Linked DNA regions of Sus scrofa: regions 2 and 3 are each linked to region 1. The links are chromatin contacts, called in public Hi-C and HiChIP or PLAC-seq maps. All regions are on one chromosome and are shown on one strand. Each heading gives the region's core, a stretch centred on a gene start, on an enhancer-like site or on the middle of the called end of the contact. The rest is flanking DNA. Distances are from core to core; before and after follow the strand shown. Region 1 overlaps LRIG2 (leucine-rich repeats and immunoglobulin-like domains protein 2). Region 2 has its middle 18 kb from the start of SLC16A1. Region 3 holds the start of LRIG2 (leucine-rich repeats and immunoglobulin-like domains protein 2).

Region 1 (3,583 bases), core at 792-3,291:
CTGAGTCATTCTGGAGTCACTGGGTGTGGTTTTCTTGTACTCGTTGACTGGCCTTCTGGGCCCTTTTGTGGTTTCTGCCCTTTTAGTCCATCTGCTATAGCCTGGCACTGCAGGCTGCTAGCCCTTTAACTGCAAGGGCCATGCAGATGGCCAGATGAGGGAGCTGAGCATCAGACCCTAGACCCAAAGCCCTCTTTGGGCTCACGAAGGGGCCTCCAGAAGGAGAAGCAGCCCTGCCCCGACCCAGTGTCTTCCCTGGGATGTAGGGCATTTTAACAGGGAAAGTGCCTCCTGCTGACAGTTCCTACAGGCGTTTATGAAATAAAACTTCCCATTTGGTCTCCCTTTTGTCTTCTGGTGATAAAGTGCTCAAAGCCGGCTGAAATAGCCTCATTCCAGCCTGTGGTTTATATTCAGCATTTCTCCAATTTTCTTCACATCTCAAGACTCAAATGGCTCCTTCTCTTGCCCTTGCCCTTTTGTCTCCATGATGAACTTACATTTTCCCTTCAATGCAACTCCTTCTTTCAAGATGCCCTCCTTTCCTCTGATGGCCTCAAAGATTTTTTGGTTTGTTTGTTTTTTTGCTATCTCCCTGCTCTCACTACACTTAGATACATTTACTTTTCCACATCTGTTAGTCTTTCTCTCCAGTTAAACTATTGACTCCTTGAGGACTAGGACTGCTTGTTTGTTTAAATAAGTGACTACTGTTATTTCTTTACTAATTACAGTCTTTGGATAAGTTTTTATTTTTATTAAAAAAAAAAAAAATGTGGCTGTGCCTCCTGCATGCAGAAGTTCCCAGGCCAGGGATTCAACCTGTGCCACAGCTGTAACCAGAGCCACAGCAGTGACAATGCCAGGTCCCTTACCCCCTGTACCACAGAGGGAACTCCTAGGACTGGGTTTATCAAAGTTTTCTGTCTTGTTATCTTCCGGTGGTGCATCAACAGAATCGAGTGCCTCTCCTTAAATTACTCTAAGTGCCTTTGAGTGCTCAGCTCTCTGGAAGGTAACCAGATTATTCCACCAAGCTCTGTGACTGTAGAGGTTCTGGGGTTTGCAGGATGCTGAGGAGGCCTCAGGGCACAAGCTGTGGAACACAGCCAGAGTTGAGTCTCCATCCCTTGCCTACTATGAGGGAAGGGGCCTGCTGGGATTCTCCTGCTGGTTGGGATGGAGAACTGGCCTATTCTCTGAACTCCAGCCCCCTCCAAACAAAGCTCTGCTTGATACAGTCTCTGCTCCTTTTCCAAGGGGAGGGAACAGCAGTAGGCTGAACTGTGAGATCTTCTGGCCTGGATTTGGAAGGATCTGGACTGACTGTTCTGGGGGAGTTCACCTTATCGGGATTTTATTCAAGCCAGGCCCTGACCCAGATCGGTACAGTGTATGCACTGCATTTGGTGTATCACAGTGCCACTCACAATATAGCCTACCACTGGCAGCATTAAGATATCTTGGGAGTGTTAAAAGTAAATTCTTGGGCCCCTCCTTAGACCTACTAAATCAGAATTCCTGGGTGAGGCCCAGGAAGCTCTGTTTTAACAAGCTCTCCAGATGATCTCTATGTATGATGAAATTTGGAAAGTACGGTTATACTTACTGGATACACACACATTCCTTCTCTCTCTCTCTCTCTCTCTCTCTCTCTCACACACACACACACACACACACACAGCGCTGTCTACAGCTCCTGCAGCTGTTAATGCCACTTGGTCATTTCCCTGCGGTTTCCCTCGTCAGGGCCCTGGATTTGTTTTTCTTCACTGTGGACCTTGTTCATTTCCTGCTGCTTCCCAGAGGTTGGGAGAGGAAAGAGAGCGCGCAAGAAGGCAGAGGGGAGGGGGAAGGGGTTGGCCAGGGCAGTGGAGCTTTCAAGAATGAAAAGGAAAATGCTTAGTGACAATGTTCCTTTGTGAAGAGGTTGCTTTATGTTGATGGAGCTGCAAGTCATTAGCGCTGCGGGCGCGCGCGCGTGGCGGGAGTGGACCCGATCATTCTCCGGGGCCAGGACGCCCTCTACTGCCGACTGAGAAATACCACGCTGGGGCTCCGGACCTGCCAAGGAGAAGAGGAAGAGTCCTTGGGGCCGGGGTGGGAGAGAGGACGTGACTAAGGCCAAGAGGTCGGAGAGTCACCACTTCAGGCAGTAGAAAGAATCTTGTTACAGTCTTCTTTGCAGGAAGGAAGAAGTAGCCAATTCAGTGGGTGTTTCCAGAACCCATCCAACAAACAGTGGGGTTCTGCCAAGATCTCCTCCGGCTCCCATGATTCCAGGCTCCGAGCTTGATTTGGCTCTGCTGTCGCTCTTTCCCCATTACCTCACCTTGAAAAGGAAAGAAGAGGTGTTTAAAATAGGCAGAGGGATTCAAAAGAAAAAAGAAGAAAGGAAAAGAGATTTTTGGTGTGTAGGCATCTAGGGGCTGTCAGTCAAGGCTCAGACTTTCTATAAAGGATCTCATCTGCCCAGTCTCTTTCTTCCTTTTGTCTCCATGAAAGCATTGTGTCTCTCTGTCTTTCTTGTCTTGCCAGGGAACACTTACCCGGCAGATGTGGAATCAGCCCTCTTTATTGCTCTGCTTTATGGCTCTTGGGAATTACGATTCACGTGGGTCACTGGTGAAGAGAGCAAAGATTTGTTCCTAGAATAAAGGCTCAGGCACAGCAGTTGTTTCTGCCAACCACGGGGCTGTGACCCATTTCCTCTTGGTTCTTGTTTTTGCCACTTCCCAGATCTGACTGGAGCTGGAGCTGAGTGTCCGTGGGCCATCACCCCTGCATCCCCATCCCTTGGGACTTTGGCCGAGTACAGGACTCCTGCTAGGGAGATACCTAAGGGTCAGGCCTAGAAAGTTACTTAAACTGCCCTACAGGGGCCACAGTGGAATTAGAGTGGAACGGAGAAAGGAAGGAGAAGTGGGGGAGGGGGGAGAAATTGGGGAGGTAAAAGGTGGGAAGGAGATGAGAGCAGCAGCCACAGCTTTGAGAATGTTCTGGTGTCGAACATTCTGGCCTCTCTGTAGCACATCCTCGTGTACAGAGTAAGTCTTTCTCTGTGATGCCACTTTCTTCAACCAAAACAAGCATATCTTAGTTAAACATGTAGTTGTTTGCTGCTTTTTTGGTCTACATGGGATCAAATATCTGGATCTTTAGATAACCACGTTTGGATTATTTTGTGGGTATGAGCCGAGATGTAGGTAAATGCTGGTTATCTATTTGTATTGAAATCAAAGCACCTTATACACTGCCTTGTGGTTGTGGTCCTTGAAGGACAATTCATCTCTCTTAAGTGATCTGTTGGTTGTCTTTGTTGGGGGCAGGGTTGCCTCTCTGGAGCGATTTCGTGTTTGGAGTTGGACCAGACCTCCAGGTACAAAGGGCATCATCATAGACACTTTGGCTGGTTAGGGTGATCTGGGCTTGGCAAATACTGGCAGGTAGGGGGGTTAGGAGAGGAATAGAGGGTGTGACTGTAACAATGTATGGTGGTGAAAGTTAACTAGACTTGTGATCATTTGGCAATACATACAAATAGTGAATCATTATATTATATCCCTAAGATGAGTATAATGTT
Region 2 (3,583 bases), core at 306-2,805, 110 kb before region 1:
TCTGGACTTGGTACCCAGAGACCTGGGATTTGACACAAAGGTTCATACTCGAACTGCACTGTAGACATAAAGGCAATCAAAAACAAATGGTGGGACTTCCCATCATGGCTCACCAGACTAAGAACCTGACTGGTATCCATGAGGATGTGGGTTTGATCCCTGGCCTTGCTCAGTGGGTTATGGATCCAGTGTTGCCGTGAGCAGTGGTGTGGGTTGTGGATGTGGCTCAGAATTGGTGTTGCTATGGCTGTGGTGTGCCAGCAGCTGCGGCTCCAGTTCGACCCCTAGCTTGGGAGCTTCCATGTGTCGCAGGTTCGGCCCTAAAAAGAAAAAAAGAAAAAAAAAACAAATTGAGGCTGCCATTGTGGGAAGCTATGGAGATTTTTTTCAAAAAACTCAAAATAGAAGTACTACAGACCCAGCAAGTCCACTCCTGGCATATATACGAAAAAAAATAAAAACAGTCACTTGAAAAGATACATGCACCCCAATGCTCACTGCAGCACTATTTATAATTATCAAAACATGGAAGCAACCTGAATGTCCATGGATAGATGAGTAGATAAAGATGTGGTACATACACACAATGGAATACTACTCAGCCATAAAAAGAATAAAATTTTGCCATTTGCAGCAACATGGATGGTTCTATACAAGGAGGGCAGTATACAAGTGAAATAAGTTGTATACAACTTGTATACAAGTGAAATAAGTCAGATAGAGAAAGACAAATACTATGTGTCATCACTTGTATGTGGAATCTAAAAGATACAACAGGGACTTCTGTCTTGGCTCAGCAGTTAGAGTACCCGACTGGCATCCATAAGGACTTGGGTTCGATCCCTGGCCTCACTCAGCTGACCTACATGAACTGTGGTGTAGGTCACAGATGCAGCTCGGATCCTGCATTGCTGTGGCTGTGGTGTAGGCCGGCAGCTGCAGCTCCAGTTTGACCCCTAGCCTGGGAACCTCCATATGTCTTGGGTGCAGCCCTAAAAAGTCAAAAAACAAACAAACAAACAAAAACGAAAAAATACAACAGGAATTCCTGGTAGCCTAGTGGTAACGGATTTGGTGGTGTTACTGTGGCTCAGGTTTGATCCCTGGCCCGGGAAATTTTGTTTGTTGTGGGTGCAGCCAAAAAAATGAAATAATTAAAAATATATAACAAACTGTGAATAAAGCAAAAAAAAAAAAAAAGCAGACTCACAAAGAACAAACTAGTGGCTACCAGTGGGGAGAGGGGAGGGGTGATACAGGGGTGGGAGGAAAAAAAGGGTTATTACAGGATTATATGAAATCATGTGTGTGAAACTTTTGAAAATCATTAAGCACTATAAAATTTTAAAAACATTTCATTAAAAAAAAAAAACACAAAAAAACCCAAATTGGGGAATCAGATAAGGCCACCTGTGAAGAGACCTAAACCAAGTTTCAAATGGTGGATAGGAGTTGGTACAGAGAGGAAAGGAGAGGGGTTCCCAGGTCAGCTGGTAGGAAGGCTGGGAGGCCTAAGGAACTGAGTTCAGCTGGGCTAGAGAGCAGGGTGTGGGCCGAGCACCGCCGGAGATAAGATGAGGTACACAGTAACTAACTCCAAAGGACCTGTGGGTCAGGCTGGGGAGTGTGGACTTCATCTTCAAACTACAGGGCTTAAGGCAGAGGAGTGACATGAGTCAATGCGTTTTATTTTTATCTTCATTGCTTTTACAAAAGCAGCTGAGAAATCTGGCCTTTTTAGAAAAGTCATTTTGGCAAGAGTGTTGAGGCTGGATTGGAAGTAGTGAGAACAGATAGGGAGGCTGTGAGAAACCAAGCCTGTGCTGGGGACGAAGAAAAGGAGGGCAGGGCAGGGCGAAACAGTCCAGCATTTCAGTCTGTGCATTTGGGAAGCGATGAGGCATATGGGGGTGGGGAGGAGCTGAGCGCAGGCAGTTTCAGAGCCCTGCAAAGCTCAGGACACTCTCCACAGCAGGCCTATTCACGCTCGTTCTTAGCATTTGAGACACAAGACAGCACTTGGAATTTTATTTTCTTTTTCAGCTACACCTGCAGCTTGTGAAATTCTCAGGCCAGGGATCCAATCTGAGCCACAGCTGTGACAACCTGCTGCACTGGGCTAGCCCGGGGATCTACCCTGAGCCGCTGCAGAGACAAGGCCAGATACCTAACCCACTGGACCACAGCAAGAAACCCCAGCACTTAGAATTTTAAAAGGGTTGTTACCAAAAAATCTCTAAAGCTCCCTTTCTGAAAAGCATATATCAATTGGGCCTGACATAAAAGCACACAGGCTTTTTTTATTTGGGCCTCAAGGGGAAAAAAATAGGTAAGAAAAAACACAAGAACTCACAAAGCTTCTCGATAATTATGGACGTACAGATTGTCAGCACACCAGGTGATTTTTAATCCCAGCCCAGTTCCCCTCTCAGCTTCTTAATGGCTGCTGTCCACTTCCTCTTGGGACCTGGCCAGAGTAAGCTCAGGAAATGCAACTTTTAATTCTAGAATCAGTAAAGCATATTAGGAAAGGAAATCACACAAGTGAAAAAAAAAAATCACATTACAAATTCCATGCCTCGGGAGCGGCCCAAGAAATAGCAACAACAACAACAACAAAAGACAAAAAAGAAAAAAGAAAAAAAAAGACAAATTCCAAAGCCATGGAAAAGGATTGTGGGTCAGTCCGTGAATTCACTGGGGGCAGGACCATTTTACTCACTTTGGTACAGAACCAAGTGATTGGTTTGGTCCCTATTCGATTCAACTTCTTTCATTCTGGTTTCCAAACTTCCATCCAATACAACTTTCAGCTCTAGCAGCCGAGCTGCCTGCAGTCTGCTTTGCACTCTTCTGACAGCAGGGGTAGAGACAGGAGTGCCCTGCTAGGATGAAGACTCAGCGAAGGGTCAGTATTTTCCTTTGTACCCATGTCCCTAGAATTTTGCATGAGTTGGATGACACATATTTGAAAGGCCTTTGTACACTCTGATGAACTATACAAATATTACCAGCTGTTTTATTGTTCTGGTGACTTAACTGAGTTGAATTAATACTACAGTGCACTCAGTAGTATGCGCTGTACATTCACAATCCTCACAATAATTCCAGAGGCCTAGAGAAGTTAACTTGCTCAGGAGTATATGCCTCAATTGTCTTGTTTGGGCCCCCATGAGATTGGGTTAGACTACTCCACATGTTGTGCCCTCCCCGCACGTCCTGCAGTCTTCCCCCCTAGAAGCCATGCGTGCCAGGAACTGGATTCTGAGCATGTTATCCCCTCTATCCAGCAAATATTCAAGGACATAGATGATGCTCAAAAAACAAACACAGGAGTTCCTGTCGTGGTACAGCAGAGACAAATCCGACTAGGAACCATGAAGTTGCAAGTTCGATCCCTGGCCTCCCTCAGTGGGCTAAGGATCTGGCCTTGCCGTGAGCTGTGGTGTAGGTTGCAGATGCAGCTTGATTCCTACGTTGCTGTGGCTGTGGCATGGCCAGGAGCTGCAACTCTGATTAGAACCCTAGCCTGGGAATCTCCATATGCCATGGGTATGGCCCTAAAAAACAAAAAGCAAAAAGA
Region 3 (3,583 bases), core at 645-3,144, 72 kb before region 1:
GAAGATCCTTTCCAGAGTTACATGCATTAATATATAAAAGGCCAAAAGATATGTAAACTCTTGAAACACTGGTCACTTGGTTCATCCTATGGTGGCATGATCTTTTTTCCTTTTTAATCTGTTTAGGTATGTTACAGCCTATTATGTTAAGCCTAAAACTAAACCTTTAAACCCATTCAGCTATAAAAAAAAAAACTCGCATAATGCTCCCCAGACCATTAACTTGCATTTTTATCAAGGGTCACTGCAATCCAAAGAAAGAACAGCATCTATCTAATCCCTGAATTAATTACTGAAGTAACTTCAGCATTTAAATAATACTTATCCAGTACTTGTTTTAAGGGCTAGATATCTTAAATTCTTTACTATTTACATGACAATTTAAAGGTAAATTGTACCTCAGGGCGTAAGACTTAGATTTATGGGAGTATTCAATGCCTAAAAAACTAAACTAAAATACTCTCTGCTTCACCTCACTGGGCTGGTAGCTGATACCAAAATTGTTTATTTACAGCTAATTCCTACTCACACACTTCCAAACTCTCACACAATTCAGAGCTCACCCTATCACGGACTTTCCTCCAGTAACTAATCTCACAACCGTTTTATCAAGGCACTGAAGTGTACACAGTTTATTTCAAAATCAGAATAGTTCTTGGAAAAAAAAAATTCAAACCTAGTTATGAACAAAGTACTTAACATTTCCCTGTTACCAATGGATGCCTAGATTTATATGCAGACACTGGCAACTCGGCTGAAGTAGTAATTTTTTTTTTTTTTTGGTTAAGATTAATTACCAACTAGTTTTGGCAACAGCCTGTCGCACCAAATAAGTCATGACAAAGAAATGAAATGTTAAAATGCACGTGGGGAAAAAAGGGATGTATTTGCAACAAAAAGCGCGCATCAGACCAAGTGTAACGCTATGCTTCAGATTCCTCTGGACAGGGCCGTCTTAAAACCCCAGAGCGAGGGCGCTGCGGCGGACGTTCTGCAGCCACAGGTTGAATGACAAAGAGTTCCCGTCAGCACCACTCCGGGCGTCTGCCAGTGGCACCGTCCCCTCGGCAAAGTCCACTCGAAGCCCTGCAGTCACGCCCAGGCTGCGGGGACTGCAGGTCCCCCAAGCCACTACCGCAGGTCACCAGGTGGGACAAGGATTGGCTGGCAGAGGAGGTTGGGGCGGGCATGCCACGAGTCCAAAATTACTCCAGCCCCGGGTCCCTTCTCTTGGAGAACGCCGCCAGCAATCTGGAGGCACCACGTGAATCAGCCCCACGTCGTCCCATTTCCAGATCAAAAAGCATCTCCTGAAGGACCTACTGAAGACTAGAGGGGAAGCGACTTCCCCAAGGTCACCGGCAGCACCACCCAACTCCTCGGTCAGGTCGGTGACCGGCACCTGACAACGGGGCCACAGCTCTGCCGGGAGAGGCGCCGTCCTCAGCGTCCCAAGGTCTCCTTCACCAAGGCTGCGCTCCGTGGCCACGTGGCTGCTGCGGCCACGGTGCCCCCGCCCGGCCGCCCCCTCCTTTCCGGAGGACCAAGCTCTCCGCTCCCCCCGACCCCGCAGAGGAAGCGAGGACACCGCGGGGTCCACGCCGAGCGCGCGGCGGGCCCGTTACTAACTAACCGTTATGCGCGGCTCGCGGCGCCAGGCGTGAGCGTGACGCGGCGGCGCGGCTGCAGTTCCGCGGGGCCCAGGATTCAGGTCGCGTCCTTCGCCGGCTGCCTTGTTCGCTTGCCCCGGCACCCACGCGCCGCGCCAGTCACGTCGCAGCTCTCCAGCACTTTGTCGGGCCGGGCCCGCGAGGCTTGCCTTATAACCCTCGGGCCGGAGCATGCGCACAGGAGGCGGAGTCGGCCCTCCCGGCCGCCGCCCCCTCCCCCCTACTCTTACACGGGAACCGCGACTCGCGCCTCCACGAGCTCTCAGGCGCGCGCCCGCTAGCTCGCTCGCGCTCGCCGGCGCCCCCTCTTCGCCACGTGACCGGTGGCCGGGTAAGACCCGCGCGCCGCGCCCCCGCTATGCGGCGGGGATGGCGTCGCCGTGCTCCGCGGCGGGATGTGCTCCTCTGCAGTATTCGCTCCCCCGCGGGACTCGCCCCTCGGACTGGCCGTCAGAGGACCTCGGGGTGACCTCCTCGCTTCTGGGACCCCACCGTAGATCTCAGCCTCAGTCTCGGGCGGAGAAAAGGGGAAAACCGCCCAGGACGGATGGGGCGCGCCCCGGGGCCTGACTCAGGTGTGGGGGGCGAGCGGCGCGCGGAGGAGCCGGGAAGTGACTGGAAGTGGAGGAGCGGGCGGGGCTTGAAGGGACGCGGGTGCTCCTCGGACCCGGCAAGAGGCCGGGGACCAGCAGTTAAGAGCGCGGCTTGTGGCTTCGCTGCTTGAGTTCAGGGACCTCGGGGAAGTCACTCAAACACTCAGGGCCTGTTTCCTGCTCTAAAATGGCAACACTAATAGAAGCGACCTCATAAGGGCTTTTGGTGGTTTTCATGAGAAGTTTCTTACTACAGAGCCGGGTCTGTAGCATTTGCTGAATGGTGGGTGTCAAACGCAGAAGTCGGGAGAGAAGAGCAGGTCTGAGGGTGGGGACGCTAGAAACAGGAAGGTCTCTGTGTGCGGAACGTGGGGAAATGAGAATGCAGAGAGGCCAAATTTGTAATGAACGCTGAAGGATTGGGACAAATACAGCTAAGAAGTCTTTAGAGTCGATTATGTATGTGCTTAGCAGTTCACCTGAGTTAACCGCCCAACCCAATGTTGTAGTTGAAGTGATCAAATTAACTGATCGTGGAGTGCCTCTGATGTCCGAGACTTGAGAAATACCCAAAATCTTTGTAAGGCCCCACGCTTATAAATTTCTGGGGAGGTGAAGGGAGGCAGGTAGAAATCTACCAGCAGTTGATGAGCACAGGCCTGCCTCTGCCGCCTCCCTTCCCCTCCTCCCCACTTAATTCTCTCTACTGCTCAGTACGGTTGGCCTTAAGCTTTTTGTTTTGCAAATGAAGAACCTAGATTGTGATGGAGTGGGGGTTGAGGGAAAGGTCTAAAAACTCCTCCTGTGTGCTTTCTTTCTCTCACCCACTCTGCTTCTGTTTCACACAACAAAAGTTTTCAGTGACAGTTCAGGACAATTAGAATAGCCAGATATGCTTATAAGCAATGATTGCTTTTTACCTTTAATAAATACAGAGAAGGAAGGCACTTCAGGTCCTTAGGGTAGCCAGGACTTGGGAAAGCAGTGCTTCAGGGTATCAGGGAAGTAGTAGCATTCAGGGTAAGTGGTAGGAGAGTTGAGTTAGACAAACTAGGACTAGTTCACGTGTGAACCTAACTAATGGAATGTAGTGGGAAGTGGTAGAAGTAGATGATTCCCAGCAAATAGCAAAAGAAGGCTTTGGAGGGGCTTAGTGTGATAGGTTCACAATATGGACCCAGGATTAGATCTGAATTCCAGCTTTGATACTTGGCAGTTCCTCTAGCTCTTTGTCCTTAAGCAAATCATTAAGCCTCCCTCATTCTCTGTAAAACAAGGATAGTACCTTCCTCATAGGGTTGTTATGATAATAAAATTAGT

Evidence for each region. Hi-C and Micro-C count contacts between places; a contact is called where the count stands out from the background. HiChIP or PLAC-seq counts read pairs in DNA pulled down with a chosen protein or histone mark.
Region 2: a contact with region 1 is called in a Hi-C map of retroperitoneal adipose tissue, with 2.4 times the contacts expected there. The contact joins two enhancer-like sites. A contact is called at or near these places in 1 of 5 promoter capture datasets (liver), 32 of 47 Hi-C or Micro-C datasets (adipose tissue, alveolar macrophages, blood and 16 more) and 2 of 2 datasets of contacts at active chromatin or transcription factors (alveolar macrophages and skeletal muscle).
Region 3: an H3K27ac HiChIP or PLAC-seq map of alveolar macrophages shows a contact between it and region 1. The contact joins the promoter of LRIG2 here to the enhancer-like site in region 1. A contact is called at or near these places in 3 of 5 promoter capture datasets (fetal skeletal muscle and liver), 14 of 47 Hi-C or Micro-C datasets (alveolar macrophages, brain, embryonic fibroblasts and 7 more) and 2 of 2 datasets of contacts at active chromatin or transcription factors (alveolar macrophages and skeletal muscle).

What each region holds. Positions count from the first base shown.
Region 1 is chr4:107,437,704-107,441,286 of Sscrofa11.1, reverse strand. The region is part of intron 1 of LRIG2 (leucine-rich repeats and immunoglobulin-like domains protein 2); the gene reads left to right. Among named protein-coding and RNA genes, the nearest start is that of LRIG2, 72 kb to the left of the region's middle. Within about 2 kb of position 2,041, at least 63 of the 83 cell types and tissues checked have an H3K27ac peak or open chromatin away from gene starts, as enhancers often do. A contact at or near this core is called in adipose tissue, alveolar macrophages, brain and 9 more, where this site is marked.
Region 2 is chr4:107,550,848-107,554,430 of Sscrofa11.1, reverse strand. No RefSeq gene overlaps it. Among named protein-coding and RNA genes, the nearest start is that of SLC16A1, 18 kb to the right of the region's middle. Within about 2 kb of position 1,555, at least 25 of the 83 cell types and tissues checked have an H3K27ac peak or open chromatin away from gene starts, as enhancers often do. A contact at or near this core is called in adipose tissue, omental adipose tissue, retroperitoneal adipose tissue and 2 more, where this site is marked.
Region 3 is chr4:107,509,619-107,513,201 of Sscrofa11.1, reverse strand. It overlaps LRIG2 (leucine-rich repeats and immunoglobulin-like domains protein 2), which reads left to right and starts at 1,894. Exons shown (of 18, transcript XM_021090738.1): 1 at 1,894-2,001. It also overlaps a transcript of SLC16A1 not described here.